Regions from separate parts of the Sus scrofa genome. Here region 2 is linked to region 1. A link is a contact called in public promoter capture Hi-C data. All regions are on one chromosome and are shown on one strand. Each heading gives the region's core, a stretch centred on a gene start, on an enhancer-like site or on the middle of the called end of the contact. The rest is flanking DNA. Distances are from core to core; before and after follow the strand shown.

Evidence for each region. Promoter capture Hi-C pulls out the DNA fragments that hold promoters and counts their contacts.
Region 2: a contact with region 1 is called in a promoter capture Hi-C map of liver, with 5 times the contacts expected there. The contact joins the promoter of MYADM here to the promoter of PRKCG in region 1. A contact is called at or near these places in 1 of 5 promoter capture datasets (liver), 20 of 47 Hi-C or Micro-C datasets (alveolar macrophages, blood, brain and 7 more) and 1 of 2 datasets of contacts at active chromatin or transcription factors (skeletal muscle).

Annotation. Positions count from the first base shown.
Region 1 is chr6:56,231,936-56,238,300 of Sscrofa11.1, reverse strand. It overlaps PRKCG (protein kinase C gamma type), which reads left to right and starts at 2,618. Exons shown (of 19, transcript XM_021094907.1): 1 at 2,618-4,461; 2 at 5,180-5,287; 3 at 5,701-5,732. It overlaps MYADM (myeloid-associated differentiation marker), which reads left to right. Exons shown (of 6, transcript XM_021094908.1): 6 at 1-1,995. The coding sequence ends at 686.
Region 2 is chr6:56,276,186-56,282,550 of Sscrofa11.1, reverse strand. It overlaps MYADM (myeloid-associated differentiation marker), which reads left to right and starts at 3,974. Exons shown (of 6, transcript XM_021094908.1): 1 at 3,974-4,271; 2 at 4,674-4,800.

The sequences.
Region 1 (6,365 bases), core at 1,369-3,868:
CCCTGTCCTGGCGCAACTTCCCCATCACCTACGCCTGCTACGCCGCCCTCTTCTGCCTCTCGGCCTCCATCATCTACCCCACCACCTACGTCCAGTTCTTGTCCCACGGCCGCTCCCGGGACCATGCCATCGCCGCAACCGCCTTCTCCTGCATCGCCTGTGTGGCTTATGCCACCGAAGTGGCCTGGACCCGGGCCCGGCCCGGCGAGATCACCGGCTACATGGCCACCGTGCCAGGCCTGCTCAAGGTGCTGGAGACCTTCGTGGCCTGTGTCATCTTCGCCTTCATCAGCAACCCCAACCTGTACCAGCACCAGCCAGCCCTGGAGTGGTGCGTGGCCGTGTACTCCATCTGCTTCATCCTGGCGGCTGTGGCCATCCTGCTGAACCTGGGCGACTGCACGAACGTGCTGCCCATCGCCTTCCCCACTTTCCTGTCCGGGCTGGCCCTGATCTCCGTCCTCTTCTATGCCACGGCTCTGGTCCTCTGGCCGCTCTACCAGTTCGACCAGAAGTATGGCGGCCATCCCCGGCGGTCCATGGATCCAGGCTGCGGCGACCGGCACACCTATTACGTGTGCCCCTGGGACCGACGTCTGGCTGTGGCCATCCTGACAGCCATCAACCTGCTGGCTTACGTGGCCGACCTGGTGCACTCGGCCCGCCTGGTCTTTGTCAGGGTCTGAGGCTCCGCCCAGGGGCTCCCCATCCTCTCCCCTCTTCTCAGCTGAGAGTCTCTCCCGAGTTCCGAGGTCCTCTGATGTCCTCTCTCTGGCTCCCCTCTCTCCTTCCTGACTCCTCCTGCTCTCTGATCTGTTTCCTTCACCCCTCCACCCGCTCTGCCTCCCTTCCTGTTTTGTTTGGTTGCCACATCCTGTTTGGACGCCTCTTCTTTTTTTTCATGTTCTGCGTGGGGGCTCGTTTCAGGTCCTGATCATCCTATTGGTTTTCTCTGCCTTCTTCCTGACCCGCCTCTTCCCCGTTTCCCTCTGATCCATCCCGAGCCCTGAGACATCTCCCTTCGCTGCCCCACTGCCCCCCTCCCACGTCCAAAGGTGCTGAGCCCCAGAAGGTGCTGAGCCCCACGTCACACACCCTTTTGCAGCTCTTCATCCCCTGGGCCTCCAGAGGGGCCTCATTGCCAAAGCATGCCTGCCCGTCCTGGCTGTGCCTTAGTTGGTGTGTATGTGTTTGTGCTTGTGTTTGGGGGGCGGGGGTGGGTAGCTAGGGATCGGGCCCCCTTTCTCTCAGGAGGGAGGGGTATACAATGCACCTTGCCTCCTTAAGTTCAAAAATAAAATGCTGGAGGTCAGGAATTCCCAGTGGGCTGGAGGCTTCAAGCATAGATCCTGGCGCCCTAGGCCCCACCTGGTGCTCAGCCTCGCCTGGGATTGGATCCAGAATTTTTGCCGAGCTTCCAAAAGCCCACTGCCTACAGGCCATCTTAAAGGAAGCAAGGACTGGAGGCCTTCCATCCCGGCTACTCCCTGAGGTGCCAAAAAAGGAGCTGGCAAAAAGTGCAGGGTCTTGGAGTGAAATAGGTGTGAGGGGCAGTGATGCCGCCCTCCAGCCTCAGTGTTAAAAATAGTATCTCCTGCCTTTTGCCGGAGAAGAAAAAAAATGGCCACTGCCAGCCTTAAAGCTGATATTAAGCTGATATTCTTTTTTTTTTTTTTTTTCAAAACATTTATTTCGGGGGGTGGGGAATGGTTGCTGTGCCAATGTGAAAAGAATTGCCTTGCTTGAGTGTGTGGTGCACACACGTGTTTCTGCGTGCTAGTTTGCTTTCTGCTGCTGCTTCCTGCTTCTCTGGGACTCACACGCCTAACATGATCTATATAAATGTATAAATATATATTTTATTTTTTTTTAATTCCCCGGAGCTTCTGGTTCCCATCAGGCCTTGCTGTCAATCAGAGAGAGAAGCCTTGTCCCTTCTCCCACATCCATCATGTTCATTTTTTAAAAAAACTCAATATAAAGATAAAAGAAAGACTTGTGCTTGCTTTATTATCGGGATGGGCTCCAGAAAAGAGGGCAAGGCCCAGATTCCTGCGTCTGGTAGGAGAAAGGGGCTGGAGCCAAGAGAACTTTGGTCTCATGAGGAGGGGTAGGGGAGATGGACTACCTGTGTCTGGATTTTCTAAATTACTCACTCAAATCAGGAGAGCTAGTTGGAATAGAAATGAACAAGATTTCTCCTTTGTGGAAGTTGCATGAGCACTTCAGAAATTCAGTGTTTTGTTCTCAATGTGCAGCATCTTTCCTCCAAAATCAGTGCTTTTCTGGCTCCCCACTTCTCAGGAATAAGCTCTCAGGGCTGAAAACCCAGGCACTCGTTCTTACCAGTCAGTCAGTGGCTGGTCACATACTGTCTCTTCCTCCTCTTAAATCCTATTTTTATCTGTCCCATTCTCCACAAGTTCCTTTCATTTTGTTTCATTTGAGCTATGGCCCTGGCCTCCTTCATCCCACCTCTAGCACATCCTGGCCCTCCTGGAGGGATACTCTGCTTTCAACGTCCAGATCTGATCCTGCCCTCCCCTGCTCAAATCCTTCTAGATCCTACTCCAGGTGGCCCACAGGTAATACCAACGGCCCTCAGTCAAGGCCTTCAGCATCTGATCCTGCCTGTATCCCCACTCCCAGCTCCGTTTTACCCTCAGTTCTAAGCTCCTTGACACACCTGGTCAAGAGAACACCCTGATGAGCAAATGAATTCCTCCGCAATGAATCTCTCACAGGTAATTTTGTTTCTCCGGCCTGATGAGAATCCCAAAGAAACATGAATCTGGGCAAATTCCGGGATCATGCAACCCATTTCTTGCACCACCTACATCGGCAAAAGCAATTGGGAAGAGACACTGCAAGGGAGGGAAGGGTCCCGCTGGAGAAGTGGGGGAGGGCTAACTAGAGCAGGGGCATGTCTTTGTGGTTAGGAAAAGCCTCCTTTCCATCTCTGCAGTATCCACTCCAGAATTCTGACCTACTCCAGTCCCTACCTTCTCAGAGGACATCGCGCCCCCCCACGTCTCCCCCATCCCAAGCTTGAACTCTGTCTGGAAGGCATCTGACACAGTAGCTGTAGAACCCGAGGATGATAGGCTCGTGGCTCGGGAAAGAACCCAAGCAGAACTGGAACAGAGCGCGGTGGGATTCCCAGATCGGTTGTCCGGGCCACCCCGGCCCCTATCCTCTGTCCTGGGCCTCGGCGGACGCCTTGAGGGGGGCTAGAAAGCCAGGAGACACCATGTTGGGGGGTTAGGAGAGGATTCGGATTCTTTCATCTCCCATTCGGCTTCGGGAAGCCGGACCCCGACCCCCAAAAGTCCCAAAGAAGAAGTGGGGGGTGTCCCGAATCCCCAGGCTCCACGGCAGCGCCCCGCCCCTATTCGCGGGGCGTGCCGGGAGAGGAAGTTCTCGGCCGAGTTGCGAGAACAGCCGATCCGCAGGTCCAGACTACAAGTCCCAGAATGCATTGCACCCCGCAGCCGCGGGCGGGCCATGGTTGCCCTTGGCAACAGTGCGGGTCTCCCTGGAGCCTGGACGAAGACGCTGTGGCCAGCCGGGGGAGGAATCGAGAGCCACCAGAGAGAGGCAGAGACGCAGTTGGGGCGACGGAGGGGAGAGACAGGAGGAAACCGACAAGGACAACGTTCGGAGAGACCCTGCCAACCCCCAGACAGAGACGCACAGGGCATTCCCAAGCCAGCGAGGAACAGAGACTGAATCACAGAGAGACGTGGAGGAAGGGAGGGACCCCCCAGAGACGAGAAGGAGAGCCAGAGAGACAAATAGAGTAGGTGAGGAAGGGACAAAGATAGAGCTGGGGAGGAGAGGGAGAGAGATCAACTTAAACATTTAGATAGAGACCCCCAGCGATAGAGAGAAAGAGGTAAGCACGAACAGAGAGAGATTCGTAGAGATAGGAAGGGAGAGAGACAGACACTGAAGCATCTGCAAAGACATGGACACAGAGAGGAGGGGAGAGAATCAGAGGGAAATAGAAGAGGACGTAGAGAAAGAGACAGGGAGAGAGACAGAGATTGCCTCTCAAAGAGAAAGACGCAGAGGGAGGGAGAGACAGATTCACAGAAGCAGAACCAAAGAGACAGGGAGAGGAAGAGCTTCGGGGAGACAGATGTGAAGGATTTATGAGACAGGAAGGGACAGAGGGAGACGGATCCACTGTGAGACACATAAGGAGTGAGAGACACACCCAGATCCAGAGAGGGTCATAGGATGAGTGACAAACATAAATAGGGACACAGAGTGAAGAAAACAGAGAAATGAAAGCAAATTCTCAGACCAGGACAGGTACCCAGATCCACCCAGAGAGACCGAGGGCCAAGAATACTGAGAGAACAGAGGTCAAGGGAAAGACACACACAGAAGCAGACATGGATGGTCCAGTTCACAGAAGCCCAGAGAGAAATCAAGACTCGGGTGGCAACAGAAAAAGTGAGACACCAAGCCTCCCTGCCCACCATTGGATCCCAGCACGAATACAAAGTTTGTGCAATGACAGAGTGACACAGTAAGACCCAGAGATCCGAGTGGCGTTGCAGTGGGCTAACAGGACCCACCAAGGCACCCTAGTGGGGGAGGGAGACGAGGCCGGGCGACAGATTGGGGAGGGGGCAGGGCACGGCTCGGAGGATGCCCCCTCCCTTCAGCCAGCCTCCGGAGTGGGTGTGTGCACGTGTGTGTTGGGGAGGGGAGGAGGGCATTTGTCCCTAGTCTCAAGGAGGGGGACGCCTTTAAGCCGAAACCCCGCCCCTCGGTCGTCATGGCAACGCCTTCCCCCACCCGGAGCTCCCACATTTCAGCAGGTGCCTGAGCTGGAGCTCCCACCACCGCCGCCGCCCGTGCCTCCGGCTCCTCCGCGCCCTTGCCCTCGGCTCTCCGCCCCGCTCGCCCGCTCCCCCTGGCGGAGCCGGCGCGCCCAGGGGTGCCGCTCCCAGCCTTGCGCGCTCCGCTCCTGGAGGTGCCTCGCCCCTCTTCCCACCTCGGAATTTCCCGCTGGCTCGTTCGCTCTCCCGAGTCTCCGGCACCTTGCCCTTCCACCTGTTTCCCCAGCAAAGCAGGATCCTGGTCCCTGCGACGCTCCTGGGGCCATGGCAGGCCTGGGCCCCGGCGGAGGCGATTCAGAGGGGGGACCCCGGCCCCTGTTTTGCAGAAAGGGGGCTCTGAGGCAGAAGGTGGTCCACGAAGTCAAGAGCCACAAGTTCACAGCTCGCTTCTTCAAGCAACCAACCTTCTGCAGCCACTGCACTGACTTCATATGGTGAGGGAAGGGGCCTGGGGCCCCGGGGGATGAGGAGACTAGGGCTAAAGACCCCTGAGGCACCAGACCCCTGAGTGAGGAGGGAAGAGGGGGCTGCAGCCCTGGCTCCTGGCTTTAGAGTAGGAATCAGCTGGGGGCCTGGACTTCTGGGACGGAAGGAGGAGGGTCTGGGGCCCTGGACTTCTGGGGCGTCTGAAAGAAGGGGCTGGGGGGCTTGGGCTCCTGGGTCTAAGAGAAGAGGACTTGGGTGGGGGCAGAATTTCTGGGCTCTGGAAAGAAGAGGCAGCTGGGGCTCAGACTTCTAGGTCCTGGGGGAGGAGGATGGGAGGACGCAGGCAGGCCTTCTCTGACTGGCAGAGGTGAGGGGTCCAGGTACCCTTTTCTGCACTGATCTCAGATCTTGCCTCTTGTAGGGGGATTGGAAAACAGGGCCTGCAGTGTCAAGGTAAGAGCTGGGGGCCTGGACTCCTGGGACCCTCAGGAGGGTGGCAACTGGGGCCTCCCAGCCTAGGCTGCTTCACACACGTGTTCTCTGGTCCCCAGAGAGGCGCGGGGGAGCCCGGGGCGGGGGGTGTGGCAGAGACACAGCCTGCAGTGGAGAGGGAGCTCTCTGATGGTGGGGCTACCGCGGAGGTGGTGCTGGGGGCCCCTCCCTCGGTCTGCTCCAGGTGGGGACAGATATTTGGAGAATCTGTTGCCATGGGAACAGGGAGATTTGGAAAAGGGGAGCCGACGGGGGGGGGGGGCCTGGAGATGCAAAGTCAGAGCCCCCCCCCCAGGCTGCTGTTGCCATGACAACACCAACAGTCCTAGGCAGGGGCAGGCCGGGTGGGTCACCGATGGGCGGGTGGGGGGCCGGGTGGGGCCCGCAGTTATGGGGGCCGGGGGAGGGGGGCGAGTCCTAAAGCACCAGCTGCTTGTGCTGAGAACAGCGTGAGTCAGGGAGGGGGGGCAGGCCGGCAGCAGCGCCCCCAGACTCACTTCTGCCCAAGTTGATGCTCTCCATTCTGTTGGAGGACATCTCTCTGGGTTTCCTCTCCTCTAGTCAGCCTGCCTCTCTCCTCGCTTTCATATCTCT
Region 2 (6,365 bases), core at 2,725-5,224, 43 kb before region 1:
CAAAATGTGTCTTTCAAACTCCTGGGAGCAGAGCTGGCTGTCCTGAGAAACCTCTGATGCCCACGTGTGACTCTCCTCAAGAGGTCCATGAGCACACGAGGGAACTGAGTCAGCTTTCACACAGAGCAGATGGAAGCCTAAGTTACGTAGTTCTCATTACCTGCACAACATAAATAACTTTTCCTCATCGACAAGCTGTCAAATAGATCAAGAGAATTTTTTTAATATGACTTCCCATGGATGGTGATAGTTCACATTTTGAATGATTTTCTTAGGGGACCGTGAAGGGGAGCCCTTATTAGGTTGATCCAGGGACCTCTGACCCTCTGTCTCAAAACCCAGGCAGCCCTGGCCGGTGCCTGCATGTGTATCGCCACCAGATGGCGCGCCAACACAGCAGGAGAAGCAGAGCCAGCTTTGCGGTGGGAGGATGTGCTATTCTCTAGAGTTGCCCCAGAACTTTTATTTTTTTTTTTAATTGAAAGCTAGTTGAATCCCAATATTGTGAGTGTGTAAGGTGTTAAGCAAAGGGTTAACATATATATATTAAGAATATATATATTTGATTCCTTACCATTTTCATTTATTGCAAGATATTGAATAAAATTCCCTTACTCTACAGTAAATCCTTTTTAGCTAAAGTCTATTTGATTTACAAGATTGTGCGAGTGTCAGGTGTTCAGCAAAGGGATCCAGGTACACACACATATATTTTTTTAATTCCTTACAATTTTAATTTATTGCAAGCTATTGAATATAGTGCCCTTACTCCACAGTAGATCCCAGCGTTTATTTCACATGTGGTTGTGTGTCTCTGTTAATCCCATTACCATAATTTGTCCCTCCTCCTTCCCTTTGGTGACCGTATCTTCTCTGTGTCAATAAGTCTGTTTCTGTTTCTATATAGATTCATTTGTACCATGTGTAGATCCCACCCTTAGTGATATCATGCAATATTTATCCTTTTCTGTCGGACTTTCTATGATTTTCCTCTAGGTCCACCCATGTTGCTTCCAGGGAAATTTTTAGTCTTTTGCTGACTGGTAATCCTCCAGCTCTACATGCACCATCTCTTCCTTATCCATTAATCTGTTGGTGGACATTTAAGTAGCATCCGTATCTTTATGTCACTCTGCTTGAACGCCTAGAATAATATGCCTTCAGTGACAAGAGGCGTCCTAATTTTGGAAATGCTGAACTATGCAAAAAGACCATGCATTTAGATACTTGTTCCATCCAGTTACTTTCAGGAACACTTTTACATTTCAAAGATTGTATATAAAACTCCTGGGAGCAGAGCTAGCTGTCCTGACAAACGTCTTATGCCCACATGTGAATCCACTAAAGAAAATGAACGAGCACGCGAGCTAATTGAGGAGTCAGCTTTTACATATGAGCCAATGGAAGCTTAAGTTACATAGTTCACAGTACCTATAAATCATAGGTAATTTTTCTCGTGGCCCAGAAGTCCATTAGGGAAAGAGAATTTATTAACCGGAGCGTCCATGGGTGGTGATAGTCAAAACTTGAATGATTTCCCTAGAGGACCATGTAGGGGGCTTTTTGTTGAGTTTTACGGAGGGACTTCTGACGTCGGTCCCAGAGCCCAGGCGGCACGGGTCCGTGCCTGCAGTGCACCTGTATTACCACCAGAGGGCGGGCCAGCTCAGCAGGAGACACAGAGCCAGCCTTGCAGCAGGAGGATGGGCTATTCATCAAGAGACGCCCCTGAATCTTTTTAACTTGAAGTCTAGTTGATTTACAAGATTGCGTTAGTGACAGATGTTCTGCAAAGCGATTCAGCTATACATATATATTTTTTTGATTCCTTACCATTTCAATTTTTATATGATATTGAATATAGTTCCCTCACTCCGCAGTTAATCTTTGCTGCTTATCTATATTCTATATGGTCCTGTGTATCTGTGAATCCCATATCCAAAGTCTCTGCCTCCCTGATTCCTTTTCGGGACCATAAGTATGTTTGCAATGTCTATGAGTCTGTTTCTGTCTCTATATTCTATATAGATTCATTTGTACCATTTTTAGATTCACCCACAGTTAGTGATATCATACAATATGCTTTTCTGTCTGATTCTCTTCACTTTCCATGATATCCTCTAGGTACATCCATGTTGCTGCCAGGTGAAAATTCCATCTACATATATACACCATATTTTCCGTATCCATTTTTCCGTTGATGGATATTAAAGTAGCATCCATATCTGTATGGCCACTCCTGCTGAACCCCTAGAATAATGTGCCTTCAATGACAAGACTCATCCTAGTTTGGGAGATGCTGAAGTGTCCAAAATGTGCATTTAGAAAACCCTACCACCTAGTTGGTTTCAGGAACACTTCTACGTTCTTTTTTGTATTTAAAGCTACTGAAACCAGAGCTCGCTGTCCTGAGAGTTTTTTAAGCCCACATGTGAATCTACTCAAGAGGTTCATGAGCACACGAGGTAATTGAGGAGTCAGCTTTCACATATGAGCAGATTGAGGCTTCAATTACATAATTCACTGTACCTACAAACCATTAAAACGTTTTTCTCATCGCCCAGCAGTCAATTAGGGCAAGAGAATTTTTCAGTCAGACCTTCCATGGATGGCGAGAGTCAAATTTTGAATGATTTTTCTAGGGGACCTTGAAGGGGGCCTCTTGGTGGATTTTTCAGAGGGACTTCTGACTTCTGTCTCACTGACCAGACTGCAGTGCCGGTGCCTGCATTGCAGCGGTATCACCAGCAGATGGCGCGCCAACACAGCAGGAGAAACAGCCTTCGCCTTGCAGCAGGCGGATGTGACCATCATTGGCAGTGGCCAAAGAATCTTTTTTTTTCAGTTGAAGCCTGTTTGATTTACAAGATTGTGTTAGTGTCAGGTGTTCAGCAAAGGAATTCGGCTATACATATAGACTTTTTTTATTCCTTTCCATTTTAATTTATTACAAGATAAGGTTTAGTTCCCTTACTCCGCAGTAAATCCTTGTTTATTTTACATATGGCCATGTGTGTCTGTTAATCCCATTCCCATTCCCATTCCCATAATTTGTCCCGCCAACTTCCTTTTTTGTCACCATAAATACGTTCGCTATAAGTCTGTTTCTGTTTCTCTATAGATTCATTTGTACCATTTTTAGATTCCACAGTAAGTGATATTATATAGTATTTAGCCTTTTAAATCTGATTTTCTTCACTTTCTATGATATGATCTAGGTCCATCCATGGTGCTGCCAGTGGGGAAATTTTATTCTTTTTCTGGCTGGTAATATTCCATCTATGTATGTATCTTGTCTTCCTTATCCATTTATCTGTTGATGGACATTTAAGTGACTTCCATGTATTTATGGCCACTCCGGCTTGAACCCCTAGAGTAATATGCCTTCAATGACAAGATGCTTCCTAGTTTGGGAGATGCCAAACTGCACAAAAAAGCTGCATTTAGATATCTCTTCCATCCAGGTACTTGTAGGAACACGTCAAAGTTTGTATTTAAAACTATTGGGAGCAGAGCTGGCTGTTGCAATAAACCTCTCTCGCCCACGTGTGAATCCACTCAAAGTTTAATGAGCAGGTAACTGAGGAGTCAGCTTTTACTTATGAGCAGACTGAGGCTTCAATTACATAATTCACAGGGCCTGCAAATCAGAAATAATTATATCTTAATTGCCGCGCAATCAGGGCAAGGGACATTTTTTTTTAATAAACTTGAAGCTTCCATGGATGGTCATAAGCAAACTTGGAACTATATTCCCAGGGTACGGTGAGAGGGCCCCTTGTTAAATTTTGTAAAGGGACCTCTGACCTTTGCCTCAGAGTCCAGCCTGGACGGGCCCGAGACTGCAGAGCGTGTGTATCCCCAGCAGAGGGCGCGCCAACACAGCAGCAAAAAAAACAAAGCCAGCCTTGCAGCAGCGGGAAGTGAAACTCATCAAAGCGTCGCCAGGGCAACCTTTTACATGATTCACGCCTGAGCACAGCTGAGCACGTGAGAGCAACTAGGAATAATCTCAAGGAGCAGAGGTATTAGCTTCCATTTAACAGTCGCCAAATTGGGATATCTTAGTAACACTCTAAGAAACTCCAAGTTAAACGATGCTATTGTTCTCGAAGGAGGGGAACGAAAAACCTCTTAATTTTTAAAAGCCAGTGATTCTGAGCAGAGGGGAAAGACAGTTCCCAAAGTTGCGTGGCAGTTTTGGCGATGAAGGTGGTCACGTGTTTCAGATCCGGAACAAGGATCCAAGCCCTACTCAGCAAGCCACGCGGGTAGGTGGATTCTGGTAAAGGATTCCACTCTAAGAGAACAGATGCTTTCGGGGGTACCGGATCGTATATGCATCTAACGGCAGGGCAAGCAATTCACTGCTTTAGTTTGGAAGGAAGGGGGAGAAAGAAAACAGCTGAGAAAATATCCCTCCCTCTGTCTCCTAGTTCATGGCCGCATTAAAAAGTACCCGGCGACTAACAACCCTGGAGTGAGTCGGGCGGGGGGGAGGGGGAGCAGAGAAAGGCACCGGTTTACGCTCCCGGCTCGGTTTTCCTCAAACAAGCCCATTTGTCGGGAGGAAGAAAGTCGCAGCTATGGATCCTGCGAGAACCCTTTAGGGAAACGAAGAGAAACGTGGGGGAGACTGTGTCACCCTGACCCCAGGATCTCTTCTGTCCCAGCCCAGCGGGACAGCACGCGCACCTGAACGAGTGCCCAAAAGCAGGAGCTACGCAAAGATCGCTGAGCAAACGAAAGTGCTGAGTCACGGAAAGCGGAGTCTCTTCCTCGGAACACTTTCCGTGGCAGGTGAGTCGGAGATCAGAGTGTCTCGCGGTGGGGGGAGGGGGGGCGCGATGGTCAAGGCCAGCCGCTCCTCTGTGGAGGATGTGTTATCTGTGTGCGGTTGCAGCGAAGATCGTGGGGGTTCTTGGCTTGGCCCTGATGTAAATTCCGATTCTCGGGTTATTTTTATCACAGCTTCTAACATTTGCTCATTGAGATCTTGAATTTTAGGCTATCAATATTTTATTTCTTTAAAAAAACTTTTTTTTTTTTTTTTTTTTTTTCCCTTTTTGGCCACGCCGGGGTATATGGAAGTTCCTGAGCCAGGGGCCAGATCAGAGCTGCCGTTCCGACCAAGGCTGCCTTGGTGGCGGCAACGTCAGAGCCTTAACCCACTGTGCTGGGCTGGGAATCGAACCCGTGTCCCTAGGCTCCAGGGAAGCCGCTGATCCTGTTGCACCACAGCAGGGACTCTTCTATCAATATTTTAAAAATATTCCTATTACATTATGTGTTAACCTCCATATACATTAAATTTCATCGTGTCCCTTTAGTATATCCGGGGACAATCGTGTGATTATTCTTAGCTCTGTTAGGATGATAAAGTTCATTTAATAATCTCCAAATGTGGGCCATCTTTGCATTCCTAGAATAAGCCCCACTTCGTCAAGATTTTTTTTTTATTATTTAAAAAAAAAGGAGTTCCCGTCTGGCTCAGTGGTTAATGAATCCAACTAGGAACCATGAGGTTGTGGGTTCAATCCCTGGCCTTGCTCAGCAGGTTAAGGATCCAGCGTTGCCGTGAGCTGTGGTGTAGGTGGCAGACTCACCTCAGATCCGGCGTTGCTGTGGCTCTGGCACAGGCCGGTGGCTATAGCTCCAATTAGACCCCTAGCCTGGGAACCTCCATATGCCGCGGGAGCAGCCCTCAAAAGGCAAAAAGACCAAAAAAACAAAAAAAACCCCACTAGCTGTGACCTGTGGTGTAGGTCGAAGATGTGCCTTGGATCCTGTGTTGCTGTGGCTGTGGCTAGGCTGGCACCTACAGCTCCGATTGGCCCCCTAGCCTGAGAACCTCCATATGCCACGGGTGTGGCCCTAAAAATCAAAAAAATAATAAACAAAAAACGCTTATGTTAAGTATCATCCACTTGTTAAACCACCATCTCCTGGAACACGGTACTGCCATCAAAAAATGTGATACTAATCTGACTGGCTTGCCCTTCTACATTAACTTGATCTGTTGCTCAGATCTGTAAATAATTATTTTCCTAAACAAACACAAACAACTGGTAGTTTTCCTAGCACGTGTCTCACCGACGACTCTCCTTCAATTCAAAGGCCCAAAGCCTTTCTTTCAGATGCGTTTATTAGATGTTGATTTTTCTGACTTGTTTTGTTCCACTGTTTGGCGTTCTTCCGTCAGCAGTTTCTATTCAGGTATTTTGGGATCTTCTTGGTCTGTCTTTCTGTCCCTTGGCCTTTGAATCTCTTCATTCAGATCTGATTTTTTTTTCCTTCTTTCCATCATCAGTTTAACTGTATTTTCTGTGGGGCGCTTCAGTCTTGTGTTTCTTGTAGGGGCGCCA